Regions from separate parts of the Mus musculus genome. Here region 2 is linked to region 1. Evidence: chromatin contacts called from public promoter capture Hi-C data. All regions are on one chromosome and are shown on one strand. The core of a region is the stretch at or near the end of the contact, and the rest is flanking DNA. Distances in the headings are between cores, read along the strand shown. Region 1 holds the start of Tmed6 (transmembrane p24 trafficking protein 6). Region 2 overlaps Ap1g1 (adaptor protein complex AP-1, gamma 1 subunit).

Region 1 (5,288 bases), core at 2,668-5,167:
GACTGCAGGAGGAAGAAGTCAGCCACTTTTCTCATCCTGGCATAGTTGTAGAAGCGCCACATGTGGAAAACTTGGTTCTCCACCCTTTGTGTGCTGTCCTGTGGGAAGAAGGAAAGCCACTCTGGCTGCTGTTGGGTCTTACCTGCCCTGATCTAAGTGACCTGTGACTCAGGAGTCTGAGAAACAGTGCTACAGCAGTTGGTAATACATGGTACTTTGACTTTGTTTGAGAAAAATTGGTGGAGTAGTTTTAAAGTTAGGAGGCATAGTTAGGGCTTGGGATGTACCCAGTGGTAAGGAGGATTGCCTAGTACCCACAAAACTCCCCACATCCTAAACTCAGCAGCCTTGAACATTCAAGGTAAGCACTTGGGCTACTTCTCACATAGCCCAAGCTGGCCTCAAACTCAGTGTGTAGCTAAGGGTGACTTTGAATCCTGATCTACTCTGTTGAGGTTACTTGTATAAGCCACTATCAATTGAGATGCGTGTTCCACATGCCGTCACCTTCCTAACCAATACCTTGTCCCTGCAGACTGTTAGGTTTATGAGACCACCAGGACAGCTATCACCAATACTTTAGGATGGATAGAAATCAGAATCTTGCTGGGCGTGGTGGCGCACGCCTTTAATCCCAGCACTCGGGAGGCAGGGGCAGGCAGATTTCTGAGTTCGAGGCCAGCCTGGTCTACAGAGTGAGTTCCAGGACAGCCAGGGCTACACAGAGAAACCCTGTCTCGAAAGAAAGAAAGAAAGAAAGAAAGAGAGAGAGAGAGAGAGAGAGAGAGAGAGAGAGAGAGAGAGAGAGAAAGAAAGAAAGAAAGAAAGAAAGAAAGAAAGAAAGAAAGAAAGAAAGAAAGAGAAAGAAAGAAATCAGAATCTTCATAGTTGTCGGGTAGTTCATACAAAACTAAGCAGTTTAAATCATGCCCAGAAAGTCCACTTGTAGCTACATGAAAAGAAAACACAAAAGCTTGTTTGCACACATTATCACCAGCACTGTGAGAGCCAAAAGGTAGAAACTCACATGTAGTCAGCTGGTGAGTGGATAGTCAGGAACAAAGCTGTACTTACACAGCAGGATGTTCAGAGCTAAGAAAGGGGCCAAGGACTAGCCAAGCATACTATATGTAAATTAGGTGTGACAGCTTGGGTCTATAATCTTAGCACTCAAGGTGAGGCAGGTGGATTGCTGCAAATTGAAGGCCAGTCTGAGCTACAGAGTGTGAGACCCTGTTATTTATAATAATAATAATAATAATAATAATAATAATAATAATTCCAGGCGGTGGTGGTGCATACTTTTAATTCCAGCATTCAGGGAGCTAAGTTTGAGGCCAACCTGGTCTACAGAGCTCCAGGACAGCCATAGCTACACAGAGAAACTGTCTCAAAAAAAAAAAAAAAAAAAAAAGAATCAGACTGGGCATGGTGGTGAATGCCTTTAATCTTAGCACTCAAGAGGAAAGTGGATCTCTGTGAGTTCAAGGCCAGCCTGGTCTACAAAATGAATTCAATTCAGGTCAGCCAAGACTACATAGTAAGACCTTATCTCAAACAAACGAAAGCCGTGCTTTGTGAAAGAAGGGACCATAAAAATCCACTTGCCTGCTTCTGTTTACAGAAAACCTACAGGAACAGTGCAACAGCGCTTCTAGGGTTAGGAGATTCTAGAGGGGATGGGGCAGTGAGGACCGTGTAGAGTTTCTCGCAGGGACGGGAGATTGTTCTGCTGTAAGTACTAGGGTAGCTGCACAAGTTTGTGAATGAGTATTACAAACAGGCAGTGGACTAGACAGGTCTGTTAGCCACTGTTTGCCCAAGCCTTGGTACCAGAGGAGCGCCGTGCCGCATAATGAGCTGAAGGGTTCAGCTCTTTTTGCCCATTTGGTTTTTATTATGAGTCCTCCCTTGTTCAGGCCACACCCCCAAGAATGCCCATCCCATTACCTTAATCGCATCCAGAGTGTCGTTCAGTTGCTTCCTTTGACTCTGCTTGTGATCCACCTCGGGCCCCTCATAGAAGACTCCGAAGTTGAGATACACTTGTATAGAACTGAAGCGATTCTGCTCATTTTTTAGACAAAGCTGATAGAAGCCTGTGGGAATTCCTAGATCTCATTACCAGGTCTTTAGTGCCCCATCCTGTCTTACATTCTCTGTTTAAGAGTCCTGTCTGTCCTGGAAGCACTCTGTAGACCAGGCTGGCCTTGAACTGACCAAGATATGCCTGCCACTCCCTCCCGAGTGCTGGGATTAAAGGTATGTGCCACCACTGCCCAGCCCTTATTTCTCAATTTCATAGAAATGTTTGACTATTATTGTAGCTTTGGAGATGAATACATACCTGTTTCTTGTGTAGCAAAGTTAATCTGGCCCCTTACATCCTGGGAAGTGTCAATAAGGAAACCCTGCGGGGTATGTGCCGTGGCAACAATGTGGCGGTCATGTGACATCCCGAGAATGCGCTGAACCTGCCATCACCGGTAAAAGAGAGAGAGAGAGAGAGAGAGAGAGAGAGAGAGAGATCCTTACTACATCACTCAAAAACCAGCAAGGTGCCAGGCAGTGGTAGCGCACGCCTTTAATCCCATAATTCCAGCCCTTGGGAGGCAGAGGCAGGAGGATTTCTGAGTTTGAGACCAGCCTGGTCTACAGAAAGAACAAACAAACAAACAAACAAAACAAACCAGCAAGGACTGATGCTGTATCTTGTTTGAGGCCAGTGCCTGGGCTACATGAGATCCTGTCTCCCCAAGAGCCCCCACAACCTAAAAACAAAAAACCAACAAAAAAACCAAAGTTACCTCTAACTTTAATATTAAGGTCCTTGGTGGCCTAAGCCCCTTTGGGTGTACTTGCCCAAGGGATAGGCACCTTCCAAAGAGGAACAGAATTGTCTGGGTGCATAGACAAAGCTTTGAGCCGGTTATTCTACAGGTTGTTAGGATTAGCACATGCAGGAGGTCTGACCTTATCTCACCCCATGAACTCAAGTGATTTCACTTAAAATCTATTATGGGACCCTTTTCTGTCTCTCTCTTGTTTCTTCTTTCTTTTTCTTTTTTTCTGTTTTTTTTTTCTTTTTTTTTTTTTTTTCTTTCAAGACAGGGTTTTTCTGTATAGCCCTGGCTGTCCTGGAACTCACTTTGTAGACCAGACTGGCCTCGAACTCAGAAATCTGCCTGCCTCTGCCTCCCAAGGGCTGGGACTAAAGGTGTGTGCCACCACTGCCAGGCTCGTTTCTTCTTTATTGACAAGTTTCTCTGTGTAGCCCTGACTGTCCTGGAACTCACTCTGTAGACCAAGCTGACCTTGAATTTAGAGATCCCCCTGCCTCTGCTTCCTGAGTTCTGGGATTAAAGGTGTGTGCCCCACAATTATGTGACTATTTTAGCACGTGTTGTCTTTCCTCATATCCGAGGAAAGCTAAAGGTTGCCTCTCTTGTCCATTGGATTGGAACACACTTCTGTAGCTTCCAGTTCTAGACCAAGCCATATGCTTTAGCTCCCGTTGCTGGCTGTTCATCCAAGTCTCACCCAGAGTTGCTCTCTAACTGAAGGTCCACTTGATTCACAAGTGGCAGCCACAGCCTCATAGAGAACCAGACCTTGGCTTCATCAAAAGCCTGGCTCACTTTATAAAAGGTATGGCCAGAGGCCTCCACGCACCTCGTAGCTGAAGTAGAGGTATCCCATCTGGTCAGCAAATTGCCAGAAACATTCGATGGCTCCTGGAGAGACCACGATGGCAAAGTCATTCCGATCAGCTCCACGGAAGAGTGGCTGGTCCTTGGAGCCGTGTAGGGGATCTGTCTCCTGGCTCTTAACAGAAGTCACGAGGCTCAGAACTACCAGCTCAGCCACGAGGAGCAAAGGGAACATGCTGCCTTCTGTGGGTTCTTCTGCAGGTGAGCTGCTCACAATCCCGTGGAAAGGAAGTCAGCCAAGCAGCCAGCTAATCATTAACCCCACACGCCACACTTAGGACCAGTTTCAGAGCCATTGTAGATCTTCTGTAATACAGGTGCCATGCACCACAATGCCCCCCCCCCCCTCCGTTGGTGCAGTGCAGGGTCTCCTATGTAACCACACTGTTCTTTAAATATTTCTTTCATGTATACTGGTGCTTTGTCTATGTGTACACCTGCATGCCAGAAGAGGGCATCGAACCCCATGGGACTACAGTTATAGAGGGTTGTGAGGCGCCATGTGGGTTCAATTCCCAGCACCCAGGACCTCCAGAAGAGCAGCCAGTGCTCTTAACCACTGAGCCTCTCTCCAGGCTGGTCTTGAACTCAGAAATCTGCCTGCCTCTGGGTGCTGAGATCAAAGACATTGCCCACCACACCCAGCTACATAAACATTTTAGTGTACGAAGAAGTAGTGCCGGCTGCTTTTATGTCAACTTGATACAAGCTATACTCATCTGAGATGAGGGAGCCTCATTTGAGAAAACGCCTCCATAAAATCAGGCTCCAGGCAAGCCCGTAGGGAATTGATGGGGTTAGTGATTGATGGGGGAGGGCCCACTGCGCTGTGGGTGGGGCCACTCACAGGCTGCTGGTCCACCCACTGCGCTGTGGGTGGGGCCACTCACAGGCTGCTGGTCCTGGTCTCTATAAGAAGACAGAGCAAGAACTGGAGAAAGGGCTCATAAACAGCAGCAGTGCTCCACATCCTCTGCATCAGCTCCTTCCTGCAGGTCCACGTCCTGCATTGAGTTCGTGTCCTGGCTTCCTTCATTGATGAGCTGTGATGTGGAAGCCGAAGCCAAATTAAACCCTTTCCTCCCCAAGGAGCTTTTGGTCATGGTGTTTATCACAGCGGTAGAAACCCAAGCTAAGGGTGAACAAGGTGGTCCACCCCTCCTCTGACTCTCTCCTGCCTGATTGGAAAGCTCTGGAGTTTCTCCAAACCCTGAGACCTTCCATCTCTTCTTCTACTCGTGACTTCTTTGGCACCCACAGAGAGGGAAAAACTATCCAAAATCCTCTATAAAACCATTATATATTCCTGGTCCCATGGGAATAGTTGGCGAAGCTGGAGTCCTCACGTTCTAAGACGGTTTCTCAAGTTGTTGGTTTACAAACTCTAACTCCTGTAACTGTGTGTGAGTGTGTAGCAGGTAAAATAGGATTTCACAGTGTAGACCCAAGCCGGGTCAGCATTAGCCCAAGAGGCTAACATTTTTATTTCAGGAAGTCTATGACGGTCTGGGTAATAAATGCTGCTGGCAGTCTCAGGTACTTGATGCTTGGTCTCCAGTTGGTGGTACTGTTTGCTTA
Region 2 (5,027 bases), core at 1,103-3,602, 2.8 Mb after region 1:
GCTCCAATCCTCCCTTTTAGTTTCCTGAGCCTGGCTTGGACCTTGGCATTCCGTTTGAATTCCTTCTTCTAACTGGAACATTTGTGTTGTATCTGTAACACTGGCACTGAAATAAAGACCACACGGTTAAAGAAATCGTTCCCACATTGTACTTTATGGTGTTGAAATGAAGCTTTGTAGCTTCCTTGCCCCCTATGTGAGAGCAAGTCTTACGGTCACCATAGGGTAGGAATGTCCTTTCCTGAGTATGAGAAATTGGTCTCTTAAGAAACCAATCTCATGAACATTCGAATTAAAGGTTTGAGCTTTTTAAACAGTAAGAGTGCCGAGTGTTTTTTAGAAAAGACCCCAATATTACCAAATCTTTATGTTGAATTGTTGGAATGAGGTGAAGGTGATTGTCTGTGGTACACGTTGAATGTACTATGTATGTTCAGGTATTCAGGCATCATGTCCAGTTTACTGCAGGAGAAAGTAAAAGTGGGCCCCCTTGCTTGTAAAGCGTTTGCAGTTGTTACTGTATTATGCAGTAAGACGACACTTTGGCTTCAGTTTTAACTCTTGATACAAATCTCCCTTTCTCCCTGCTCCATTTCACCACGCCTTTACTTAAATTCTTCAGTGTCTTGTCAAACCTAGCTCTGTATCAGATGCTAGACTATTCCTAACATTGACAAACTGGAGTTGAACTAAAGGCTCCAAAAGGGAAAGTTTCTGGTCTTAATAGTCCTGTAAGAGCAAGATTTACTGAAATTTACTTGACTGGGTAAATGGACATCTGAGTTACAAACAGGATATTTCTCCTGTGTTCAGCAAAACAGGTGTGGACAAGTGCAGACTTTAGACAGCCGCTCTGCCTGATCAGTGGGAGCCGTTAGGATTTCCTGCAGACGGATTTCATTGGATGCATAGTTAATGCTGTGAAACGTGATAGGATTAATGCTGTATTGGTGGATTTCTTGAATAGAATTTTGTCTTAACATTCCTTTTTTGTGTGGAGGCTTTATTTTCTCCATTTGTAGCTAACCAGCTCAGGTTTTTTGGTTGCTTTTTGTTGTTGTTGTTGTTGAACTGAGTTGAATCTGAAGAAATCTGCTCAAGACCAAGTGCTAGCCGATGGAGCTGGAAAGATCTCCTCTGTGGACAAAGCCTCAGCCCGGGTGATGAGTTTGGAGGTAGCATTTACAATCATCCATGGCTTTATCGAGAAGGAAAAAAAAAATCATGGCCTTAACACAAAGGGTGCTGTGTAGATATGGAGTTCATTTGGGAGACGACCTGAACACCATACTGACGGACTAGCAGCCAGATGCCTGCCTAGGATGCTGACGGTTGTGAAGACTGTCCCCTGTGATTGGATCTTTGAAAGCTTCAGCGTGCCTTCTTAGTTTCTAGGAGCATTAGTTCTCTTCTCACTCGGCCTTGCAGCTTAAAGGAGGAATCTCTTCGTTTCTGTGACTACGCGCGCACATTTCAGTCATTCCTTTCCCACACGTGACCCTTCAAGAGGAAACAGATTTGGATGTATATGACAACCTCGGAGCCTTTGTGAAGAGAGTGATTTCTGTGACTTTTGAATAAAGCCAAGGTGATAAGCAGTGAGCCCCACTTATTGACAGTTTTATACGCACTTGTACCTCATTAGCATCGCCTTCCTCGAGGAGTAGTTTTTATGTCATCCTTCTTTCCCATCCCAGAGTCACCCTAAGGGAGAGTTCCTCTAAGTAATCTCAGACAACTGTACACGCTTCTCCCACAATGCTTTGGTGCTGTTACCTTGAGATGGTTTAGGGAGTCATGGAGGTTTTCTGCTGTGTATGTTATCATCTGTTAAACTTCGAGGTGTTTTGGTTTTTTTTTTGGTTGTTGTTTTTTGGTTTTTTCATTTAAAGCAACATTCCTCAGTGTAACAGTACAGGTATTCCTTGCTTGGTTCCTGGTGTGGCTCTTAACCTTTGTTTGTTTCCCTCACATATGAAAACAGACTTTTAAAACTGTCCAGCACTAATAGTTTGAAATTTTCCATCTCCCATATGACACCTTGCTTTTCATTTCTGCGCCCTTTTAGAGAATGTTGGAAGTTAGGGAATACCGCTTTTGTGGTTCAACTTTATTTTCTTCTACATTGGAATATATTTCGGCCGTGAAAACTTGGGGAAGGAGGAGTTTGAATGTGTATTTTTCTTTTCCTACTGAATGTATTTTAACTACAGAGCCCTAAACTGAGAGAGAACAACAACAACAACAAAAAATGCATATTCACAAACTTTGTGGTTGGGAGGGCATTTGTCAGTCTGGGTGTGGGGGAAGGGAGAACTGCACAGGAAGTTCTGAAGTTTAAAATACTTCTGACCAGCTTTGGCTCGGGAGGGTGGGGCTGTTTGTGGAACTGAAAGTGAAAACCCTTTTCAAGCAATAGCAGAGAGTGGGTCCCATGGACAAGGTTCCAGTCCCAGAACCTGGAACTCTTAAACAGAAGAAAAAGCTGAAGCGGCTTGAAGCAGCTTGAGCAGTTGCTTCTTGCTCCTGGCTTCAAGACAGAGCATTGGAGACTTTCTCCCCTTAAAGACCTGCATTTGCGCTTTGTGTGTTTTGTTTTTATTTTATTTGGGGGACCTCATGGGAAAGGGCTTCTGCACTCCTTCCTTTGTGAACCCCACTGTGTTCTTGTATCATCGTCCTTCTCCTTTTACTATGTTGTAAGTTACGGTTTTCATTAGGCCCCATCACATCTTCTTTACTGTAAAATTATTAAAAGGCTGTTTCCAAGTGGGGCAGCTAATGAAGTTCTAATTATTGCAGACATATTTTTGAGATGTAAAACACTTTAAAGTGAAATGATAAGTCTCTTGGAGGCGAGTGAGGAATAACATGGATGTAAACATTTACATGGGATGCATTCGGATTCTGCTGTGTGTATTGTCTTTTGGTTGAAACAAATTATGAACAGTGACTAATAATAAAAAGTCAATACTCAATGATTTAAACTTTGCTGCCTTGCTTCTTGGATGTGAATCAGAAGCCCAAGATGAATTCTTATTCCAAAGCTTTGAGCTACACCGAGCCTTTTAATGTTCCTTTGAGCAGAAATCTCACCTAGAGAAGAAACATTTAAAAACCTTGTAGATGTTTTACACAGAGAAAAGTCCAAAGAGCAAGTGGACATTTAACTGGAATGCAGTTACTGTCAGGTTTGTTTTCTCCACATAGGCGAATCCTCAAAGCTCTGAAGCCACTATGATGAACTATGTAGCAAGGGTACCCATGTTTTATTATAAGTTAGGGTTCGTGTTTTGTTTGATTGATTGCTTGGTTGATTTTGGTGAGTTGTTTTGGTGACTTGATAGAGAAAGGCCTAACTAGCCCAAATGAATGACATTCCATGGCTTATTTTGCATAACACGTGAATTCCTTTTTTACTTGGGAGGCAGGTGAAAGGGCAGCCTCTGTTGCTGTAAAGGTGTTGTTCCTCAGGAGCCATTCTGCTTGTTATTTGAAATAGTCACTAGGACCTGGGGTTCACCCATTAGACAAAGCTGGGTGGCTATTGTCTCCACATCCCCAGGGCTGTGATTACATTAGACCTGCTTTGGGGAGTTCAGGTCCTCATGCTGGCATGGCAAATTATCTTCACAAACTTGATAACAGTTTTTTGCTGAAGGTTGAAAGCTCTTGGTTTTCTCTTGACTCTCACAATCCCTAACATTCCCTTAATTGAGAATGAAGAAGATATGACAGTTTCCAGGTTGAAGAGGGGGAGGGTGTGGGCCTGGGTAGGTTATCTCCTTTATGCAGCAGTGCCCTTTGGCACTGTTTGATAACATTTCTATAAACTTGTTTTCTACTTGGAGTAGTTAAAATACATCGTTTCTGTATTTAAGTTTAACTGATGGAAATCTAAATATAATTAGGTGAAACTATAAAAGCCACAGTAAACAGACAGTAGATGTTTACTTAACAGTACGATGGGTTGTGCATAGGTTTAAATGTCATTCCAGAACTACAAGATTAATTTTAATCACATGAATGGCTTATTATTCTGTGATCTCCTCCAGTTCAGCTGTCTTTATATGTGGGGGGAAGAACTGTTCAGTGGTTGGAGGTGCAGCTTAGTTCTTGCCTAGCTTATATGAAGCCCCAGGCACACGTTAAAAGGAGAAACAGAAAAAAAATTCCTTCAAATTTTGAAATCAGGTAAACATTGGAACCAGAGGACACAACGCCTAGACCTGCTTATCCTGTGGTAGCATAACATTGGGGTTGGGCCTAACGAAGACTTTGTGATCACTGAAAGATTGGGAGCTAGGTATCAGTAAATAGATCTGAACTTCCAGGCTCCTCTACATAGTCTGACCTTAGCGCTCTTTCTCGACGGTGTTCTGGAGAGGTAGTGGGCGTGTGGAGCCCAATAGGAAGGAGAGGAGGGATGCTAATGCCTCTTTGCCTTAGTATGATGGGTAGTGAGGAGCCTGCAGTGATGGCAGATGGTTTTGTGTATACACACACACACCCCACACACATACATAAATCCCAGAGGAATTTATTTTTAGGGTTAGTCTCAGCTGTTCACCATTTCCAGAAATGATGGTTACATAACACTTGGCATACATGTTGCCTTGACCTGGGGGAGAGCACCAATTGTGACCTTTGTGACAGTGTGCTATGTTAATGGCAGTCCATAATCTGAAAAGGAGACATCAGCTGATTATTGCTGATTAACTGGATCTGAAGTAGTGGGGACCTTTAAAGGTAGCTGCTTAGAAAAAACTGATTCTCTGAGACCTTCCGAGCCAGTGCTCTTGGGCTATTTTTTTTTTTTTTTTTAATAAGTGGTGTTGCCAGTTTGAAGTAGTAAATCTTAGCTTCTAGCATATGGATTCATTTTAAATTGATGGTGTAGGCTACTATCCAGATAAGGAAAAAGATAACCATCTATAAAACATTGCTGTTCCCTAGAATGAACTCATTGCTGGACTTGGGACACCAAAGTGATTAAGTCACATGCGATCTGTAAAAGGTAATCTGTA

The links. Promoter capture Hi-C pulls out the DNA fragments that hold promoters and counts their contacts.
Region 2: a promoter capture Hi-C map of pre-B cells shows a contact between it and region 1, with 6 times the contacts expected there. The contact joins the enhancer-like site here to the promoter of Tmed6 in region 1. A contact is called at or near these places in 5 of 39 promoter capture datasets (cranial neural crest, hippocampal neurons, liver and 2 more) and 1 of 115 datasets of contacts at active chromatin or transcription factors (embryonic forebrain).

What each region holds. Positions count from the first base shown.
Region 1 is chr8:107,061,727-107,067,014 of GRCm38.p6, forward strand. Tmed6 (transmembrane p24 trafficking protein 6) reads right to left here and starts at 3,918. Exons shown (of 4, transcript NM_025458.2): 1 at 3,673-3,918; 2 at 2,348-2,474; 3 at 1,951-2,099; 4 at 1-98. The coding sequence starts at 3,885.
Region 2 is chr8:109,861,224-109,866,250 of GRCm38.p6, forward strand. It overlaps Ap1g1 (adaptor protein complex AP-1, gamma 1 subunit), which reads left to right. Exons shown (of 24, transcript NM_009677.6): 24 at 1-2,987. All of the region lies in intron 1 of Gm17344 (a long non-coding RNA gene), which reads right to left. Among named protein-coding and RNA genes, the nearest start is that of Gm17344, 4.8 kb to the right of the region's middle. Within about 2 kb of position 2,353, at least 73 of the 459 cell types and tissues checked have an H3K27ac peak or open chromatin away from gene starts, as enhancers often do. A contact at or near this core is called in liver and pre-B cells, where this site is marked.